Linked DNA regions of Gossypium hirsutum: regions 1 and 3 are each linked to region 2. A link is a contact called in public Hi-C data. All regions are on one chromosome and are shown on one strand. Each heading gives the region's core, a stretch centred on a gene start, on an enhancer-like site or on the middle of the called end of the contact. The rest is flanking DNA. Distances are from core to core; before and after follow the strand shown.

Region 1 (2,839 bases), core at 323-2,822, 200 kb after region 2:
ATGAATGCATTAACTTAAAAAAAACTAAAAGGCAAGATATTCAATAATGTAAAGTTTTTAAATTAGGAAATGATAGAAATTAAGCATAGAAATCAATCAAAATGAAAACTGCAGTAGCTACCAAAGCATGAGTTATGAAAATATTACCAGAACAATATTATGAAAACCTATGATTACCTGCGCTGTAAGATTTTGTACAAGCATTCGATGATCAAAAGGGAGATGAACACTTGCTTGGATTGCAATGATATTTAAAGGTGACCCCCTGCAATTTTAAAAAGTAAGCTAAGCATAAGAGAGGACTGGCATGGCTAATGCAAAACTGGTAAGCATTGAAATCTAGCAAATGAACTGAACAAGGACAGATAAATTAACTTATTTGAACACATAACATCAAATTGCATTGTAAAAGGAGCCAGTAATGTTGTGAAATAAAACTAATTACCAACATTTTCCATCCCAACTAAAAGTTCAGTCTCTTCTCCAGCCACAACCACTGCCAAGAGAGGGGGGGGGGGGGAAGAGGTTAACCATTTCCAATCAAATAAAAATGCACATCACTAACAAAATCATACATCGAAATGTTCTTACATTTCGCACTAGTTTTGAGGAAAACGCATACAGTTTCAACTCCCGGCGCTGGGCCAAAATTCCCATCACCAAAATCCTGAAAATCCTCGCCAACAATCCCAAGCTCGCCTCCTTCAACAGCTTCAGCAACATCTACGTCTGCTTCTGATTGACACCTAGCAACTATCACACAAAAGAAAAAAATTCAAGTCACAACATAATTTAAAACCATATTGACAATTTAATTATCTATTTATTAATTTATGATCAACAAAAGGTAAACAAAAAAAATGCAACAAACAAATTCAACTCTGGAAATACTACTTCAAGAATGTTACAGAAAAGAGCATCAAAGTAGTTGACAAGCATTTTAGCCAAAAAAGAGAAGTGCTTGACAAGAACGCTTTTCGTTGCCTTTTCTTAGCGCAAAAAAGAAAGCTAAATAACCACTAAAGTATCGGTAGAAAAGGTAAAAAAACGATGGCCAAGCTTGTCTGTTTTCTGAAAAAGAAATCAAATGAAAATGAAATGTCAAGGGCATGCAATGCAACCAAGATTTAGAAAACAAAGAAATCACGCCAAATTCACACTTATCGAATCATGAATCAAAAGAAAAGAAAATCAATTTAGATCAAAACAATGGGACGTAAGAATGCAAGAGGAAAATCCAAAAGTAAGATCCAGAGTCGGCGATAGGTAAGCAGAAATAGCTATTTAATGTTTAATCAAAGAGGATAATAGATTTAGATCTGTGTTAAGAACTAAAATCGAGCAGAGAAATTGGGAGAAGAAGAAGAGGAAGAAAAGAGTATAAAGAGAGAAGAAGGGAGATCACAGATTGAGTACTGGTATTTTCCTTGATAATAGCTGCCATGCAAAACATGCAACATTTAAAAGAATTACAACGTGCTGATGTGGATTGTTCTGTTAGACACAAAACGCCCCGTATCACTAACAGGCCAAAACGCCCCGTATCACTTAAGCTAAAAATCCTGCTAATTTATTAGCTCGTAACAATACTCCCTTGCTGAAAGAACAGCCTTGTCCTCAAGGCCGAAATTTTGGAAATCTGTTCTGGAATGCAGTGAAGGACTCCCAAGTTGCATCTTCAGGGAAGGAATTAGCCCACTCCACTAATACCTCAGTTACTGCTTGGTCCCCTTTCTTAACTATCCTCCGGTCCGCAATGCGAATTGGCACTTTTTCTAAGGCACCATGATCATCCACCAGGGGTAAGTGAGCCTGAACTGGAGCCAATCCAACATGTTTCTTCAACTGAGATACATGGAAAGTCGGATGAATCCTTGAATTCTGGGGAAGCTGCAAAGTATAAGCCACTATTCCCACTTTCTTGATTACCGGAAAAGGGCCGTAATACTTCGGAGATAATTTCTGATTAGAGACCTTCCTAATGGATTGTTGCCTGTACGGTTGTAAGCGTAAGTAAACCAAGTCGCCAACCTGGAAACTGCGTTCCGATCGGTCTCTGTCTGCCATTTGTTTCATACGTGCTTGGGCTTTCTTAAGACAAAAATGGAGTAATCTCCGAGCAACTTCTCTTGTTTGTAGACTGCGATCCACCACAGCTACGGATGAAGCCCCGGCCAAATATGGCATGTGAGTAGGAGGAGGATGCCTATACAGTGCTTCATACGGCGTAAGCTGGATAGAGGAGTGATAAGATGTGTTATACCACCATTCGGCTAAAGGCAACCAATAAACCCACTGCGCTGGAGTTTCCCCAGTCATACACCGCATATAATTTTCCCAACAACGATTTAGGACTTTCGTCTGACCGTCAGTTTGTGGATGGTAGGCCGTCGACAACAAAAGCTTAGTTCTCGATTGCCTAAATAGCTCCTGCCAAAAACTACTAGTGAAAATTCTATCCCTGTCAGAGATTATAGATTTAGGCATGTCGTGCAATTTATAAACGTGATTCAAGTATTCTTGAGCTACTTCCTTTGCCGTATATGGATGACTCAACGCCAAGAAGTGACCATATTTGGTGAGATGGTCAACCACTACAAGAATGGAGTTCTTCTTATTGGAAGTTGGTAACCCTTCTATAAAATCCATGCTGATCACCGACCAAGCTCTCTCAGGTATCGGTAGGGGCTGTAACAGACCAGGAGACGCCACTGATTCTCCCTTGCACTTTTGACATACTAAGCATTCCCGGATCCATTGCTTAACATCCTTTGTTAGTCCCTTCCAGTACAACTGACTAGAGATTCTTTTCCTGGTGACATGCACCCCCGAGTGCCCT
Region 2 (2,753 bases), core at 58-2,557:
CATGTTAGAACAGATCAACAAAATCACAACCATCAAAACCTTTAAAATTCAACAAAATCATGCAATGCGATTTAGCTGTACACTTTCTCACTTCAATGCCCACTTTCAAGAATTCAAATCGAAACTTACCATAACTCAAATCTAACCTTATATTCATACTTAAGAACTTAAAACTAACCTACAAACATTGAATTCTCTGTTGAAAACTCAAATTTTCCTCACTTAGACAACAAGAAATCTAATTAGCATGGTAAATCTAACTTGGAAAACAACAAGAAATCTTAGAAATCTTGACTCTCTCTAACCCAACAAACATGAGCATAGTTTTAAAAATGAGGAAATCATTGGAAATTAAGTTTCATGGATAGAAAATCATTAAATTAAGTTACATCATCATTGCCTAGTTGGATTTTCCAAAAATCAAAGTCAAGAACAATCAAGAAATCGATCTCCCTTCTTTTCCATATTCTTACAAAAATAGAAAAAATATGGAAAATCATGTTTTGATCTTAAAAACATAGAAAATCTTGCTAGAAATAAACTTTTCAAGATTGATTGATAAGAATCAAAAGCTTAAAAAAATTATTGAAAGAATTGAGAGAAATTTTGAAAGAAAATGTAGAGCAAATTGTGTTCATGAAATGAAATGGTTCATTCAATATTTCAAAAAAAAAAAAATCTAATTTTCCATGGCATTAAACAAAAAAATTTTGAATTTTGAATTTTGAATTTTAAATTTTATAACAAAACACAGTTTTGAACAAACATAACCAGATCTTTGACATAAAACATAATCCTTGAGGTAATGCTCAATTATGTTATCAAAAAGAAATAAAATCCCATTTCCAATTCCATAGATCATGAACAGCCACAACAGATCATGTGTTTGCCAAACATCATCCATTTCCAATTTCTACCAAATCAAATCCCATCCAGAAAGTAGAATAAAATTATTCGATTTCCATAAAAAAAAGACCCATTAACATCTATACAAAAAAGATTCAACTAATTCAACAAACTAGAAGCGATAAAGAGCATAATTGGAAAAATCAGCAAAAGAAATCAAAGCATAAGATGGGATGGGATGGGAGAAAATGGAGGGGTAGACGTACCGTTCAACTAAGATGTTGCCTTTAGAGTTGGCGAATAACACCGCGAGAATCATGGCGATGAATCTCCCTCTCTCAGATACTCCCTTTTTCTCTTGAGGTAGGGAGACGGAGATCAGCTAAGTTACTCCTGCTTTGTTCTGTGTCGTCAATCGTCGTTTTCTTTCCCATTTTCCTTTCTTTATTTTACGTTTAGTTCGGGTCGGATCAGATGTCGGGTTGGATGAGTTTTGTATTGTTGTTATACCTTTAGTGGCATTTAGGGAAAATCGCTACTATTTCTTGACCTTTTGCGGCACTATTTCTACAAACGCCGTTATAGAATGACTTATTGCAGTGTTTTTCGTTTAGTAGTGACTTAGTGTTTTTAACTGAAAATTTTGCTGTTGGCCCAAAACAAATACAAGAAGCCGAATGTTTGGTCCATGAAACATGGCACGATGGCACGGTAGGGCAGAAAATTGAACAAGTGCCCGGAGTCACCAACAGTCACTAATGGTATATATTTGTGGCATTTTTTAATACAAATACGGTTAAAAGTTCAACCTTTGCGGCGTTTTCGCTCCAAACGTACGAAAAATGCCGCTAAAGGCTTAATTTGTTGTAGTGGAGCTTTCATATATATAAACAAAAAGGGTGTCAACCATCAATGTACCATCACCCCAAATTTTTTTTTAAAATTTAGTATAAGGGTGTTGATCATCACTGTCCTAGCACTAAAAAAAAAATTTGTGGTTCCCAAAAAAGTGGGTGTTGGCCATCAGTGTGCCAACACAAAAAAAAAAGTTATAAAAAAAAGTAGTGTCTGCCATTTACTGTCCAGCACTCAATTTTTTTTAAATATCGGTATAAATGTATACCGATATGCTACGATTTGAAAAAAAAATACATAGTTCCGACCATCTAGTGTCCAGTACCCTAAAAAATATTTTTTTTAACCCCTGACACAATCATTAGGCAATAATTGTGTCAAAAATTTAAGTGGCGTCGGCAATTAAGTCCCCCTTACCCAAGTTTATTATTTATTTTAGGTTATTTAGGTGATTGTTTTTTAACATCGGTCATTTTTTTAATTAATTATTTTTTTGGATCATTTGGGTAAAATAACTAAATAATAAAAAAATGGTATAAAACATAGATTAATTATGAAAATGAGATGTTTGTTTTAAAGTAACATTCATATGCCAATTATTTTCGAGGGAAAAAATTTATATGGTGTCGTTTAATGCATTGACAGCATTGATTTTTATTTTAAAAATATATATTTCTTAAAATACCGAACAAATAATATACAAATACAAATAAAATAATTTTTTTATGTCGCCTGACATGTTAATCGTATCAGTTTAATTTTTTTTTTAAAATGCTGACAACCTTTCCATCCATGAGATAAGAGCTGGTGATGGAGCTCATCAGATTACTCTTATTCATTGCTTTCTAATATCTTCTTCCTCGACCCTTGCTTTGGTGTGGGTAGCAAGGACGGAGTCAAAAATAATTTTTAGGAAGGTCCAGAATTAAATTATATATCTTTATGATAATAAAAGTCTAATTTCACTATTTTAATAGCTTATATCTTTATAATTTTTAAAGGATTGAATTTAATTTTTATATTTTGAGGGGTTAAAGTATAATTTTACCATT
Region 3 (2,700 bases), core at 135-2,634, 170 kb after region 2:
TTTTGCCTTACAGCTGAGGCTGTGGATCAATCTCCAAGGACCCCATCTCCTTCACAAGTGTCTATGTAACCATAATTATTCAAAACAACCCATGAGATTATTTGGATATTTTGTCTTCATCTTCTTAAGTTTATCTGCAAAAATATCTTTATTTTAAAAATCCATTTCCACAATTGACTAGGTCTAAACAATTTACACCACCGATGACTAAATACCAATGCTTTTGATTACACCGCACGGAGCGGCCAGTGGGTGAGGTTTCTACTGCCGAGAAGAAGCCATTGCCAAAAATTAAAAACACAGGTAGACAGAGATTATTATGATGATGAAAAAGAGTATCTTATTTAATGGTAGTTAATCATAAAAACTACATAAAGCAAGTTCTTGAAAACCACCAAACCCAGTGACGATAAAAACAGCACCATAAAAGAGTCTAAATGACAGACATTAAATATTCTAGACATTAGACAACATCCCAGCTTAACACATAGTTCTCTTTTTCTTCTCTAAGAGAGCTGTCCGCAGTCAGCGACAACAACGGGCTTGGAAGTTCTTCCACTGCTAGACCCAACTTTCTCAATGGCTTTCACCACATCCATGCCTTCAACAACTTGTCCAAACACAACGTGCTTTCCGTCGAGCCACTCAGTCTTAGCCGTGCAAATGAAGAACTGAGATCCGTTAGTTCCCGGTCCAGCGTTAGCCATTGAGAGAATACCGGGACCAGTGTGCTTCTTGATGAAGTTCTCGTCAGCGAACTTTGATCCGTAGATGGATTCACCTCCGGTACCGTTTCCGGCGGTGAAGTCACCTCCTTGGCACATAAAGTTAGGGATCACACGATGGAAAGAAGAGCTTTTGTAGTGGAGGGGCTTACCGCTGCGGCCGACGCCTTTCTCGCCAGTACAGAGGGCACGGAAGTTCTCCGCAGTGCGAGGAGTGCAATCTGCGAAAAGCTCCATCACAATCCGACCAGCGGGCTGACCACCGATCGTCATGTCAAAGAAGACCTTGGGATTTGAGGCCATAGTGATGATACTAAGATTTCTGAGAAGGAGAAGAAGATTTGTGATATTTTCTGCTTCAATGAGTAGGTATAGGGTTTGAACGGAGAGAGAGGAGTTTTTATATAGAAAGGAGAGGGATCTGGACCGTTGAGAGATGGAAACGTGGATTGATCGCGACGGGTAAATATTAACCAGCGTAAGGTATAGGTTCAACTAGAGTTAGTCCATTTGGTAACCGAGGGGCCCTTTGGCTTGGCGGCATATGCTTTTTGTCGGTATTCACGGATTAGTAAAGTAGTAGCTAGTACTGTACGAGTTTAATTTTACTTTTGGTGGGCCTTCTCATTTTTATCACAGTCCATCGAACAAAAACCCTTTCTTTTATACCTATACTATTTTCTCCAAATTTGAGATATTCCTCTCTATATTTTATTTCTCAGATGTCAAAATTAAATTCTAAAATTTTAAATCGCATACGCTTTTTTTCTTAAATGTATTTTTACAATTAAAATAATTTATAATTTTAAAATTTTTAAGGGATTGAAATAATAATTTTTTTTTATTTTAAGAGAGTCTGGGCACTTACTAGTCCTCTTGGCACCGTCCATGTTATGTAAATTTGATTTTTGCTAATTTATTACATATGACTGCTAACTTCTATTAGCTGTTTGCATATAAATTATTAAATTACTTATCTATAGGTCGATAATGATTAACAATATTATCTAATTGGCCTAAGTTTTAGTAGATTAGATTATGAATTTTTTTTATAAAATAAAAGGATAAATTTATAATTAATATTCTTAGGTCAGTAGAAAAATAAAATGAAATTTATTAACATTATATTTAAATTTAAAATTTAAAATTTTAATTTTTAATCATTTGTATTATGTTTATGTTTTATATCAATAAAAAAACCATAGCATACATGATCCAAATGTGGAGTGTATTTAAGAAAAAAAAGCTAAGAGAAAACTAAGAAAATGGGGTTGTAGACTTGTAGTTGAGGCAGCAATCCCGCAGGTTTACTAATAATAAAAAAATTCACAAGGTATGAGATGAGATGCGGGGCAGCGGGAGGCCACTTTTCCGCTTATTTTCCTTTCTTTGTTTTTTTAAATGATGCGGCTTATTTTCATAAATAATAAGTTAAAACTCAAAAAGACTGATTTAGACTTTAGAGAGAGAGAGCGACACTGCTTCAGACATGGAGCATGCTAGGTAGGTACAAATCTAGTCCTTTTCAGTTCTTTAATTTTTAAAATAAGTAAATTGATCATTAAATTTAATCTTTATTAAATTTAAAAGTAATAATTAATCACGGCCTTTCATTAATTATATATAATTTTAATTAGTATGATAATAAATTTAACTTTTAATATTTACATATATTTTTTTATATTGACTTTAATTCTAAAATACTTAATAAATTTAACATCAATATTTACGCAATTACACAAATATGGTGAGATGAATTTATGAAATTAAGATTAAATTGATAAATTTTATAAATTTGTGGATTACATTTATTATTAAACCAATTAAAATTATGTTCTATGGTTCAATTTATTCTAGTAATAGCGGACCCCCTGCCTCACAAAGCTTATTTTAGCATCTCGTGTCTGCAAAAAAAAAAAAGCATATATTATTATAATATTGCAGTTAGCTTCTCGATGAAACCTATGGTGTCCCT

Evidence for each region. Hi-C and Micro-C count contacts between places; a contact is called where the count stands out from the background.
Region 1: a contact with region 2 is called in a Hi-C map of leaf, with 1.7 times the contacts expected there. The contact joins the promoter of LOC107921184 here to the promoter of LOC107921026 in region 2. A contact is called at or near these places in 2 of 34 Hi-C or Micro-C datasets (leaf and seedling).
Region 3: a contact with region 2 is called in a Hi-C map of leaf, with 2.7 times the contacts expected there. The contact joins the promoter of LOC107922329 here to the promoter of LOC107921026 in region 2. A contact is called at or near these places in 15 of 34 Hi-C or Micro-C datasets (anther, callus, fibers and 3 more).

The regions. Positions count from the first base shown.
Region 1 is chrD01:53,951,250-53,954,088 of Gossypium_hirsutum_v2.1, reverse strand. LOC107921184 (translocon-associated protein subunit alpha) reads right to left here and starts at 1,572. Exons shown (of 8, transcript XR_005909520.1): 1 at 592-1,572; 2 at 450-496; 3 at 178-265.
Region 2 is chrD01:54,152,828-54,155,580 of Gossypium_hirsutum_v2.1, reverse strand. It overlaps LOC107921026 (TSET complex member tstD), which reads right to left and starts at 1,307. Exons shown (of 5, transcript XM_016850878.2): 1 at 1,113-1,307. The coding sequence starts at 1,165.
Region 3 is chrD01:53,986,534-53,989,233 of Gossypium_hirsutum_v2.1, reverse strand. LOC107922329 (peptidyl-prolyl cis-trans isomerase) reads right to left here and starts at 1,384. Exons shown (of 1, transcript XM_016852317.2): 1 at 324-1,384. The coding sequence starts at 1,028. The coding sequence ends at 507.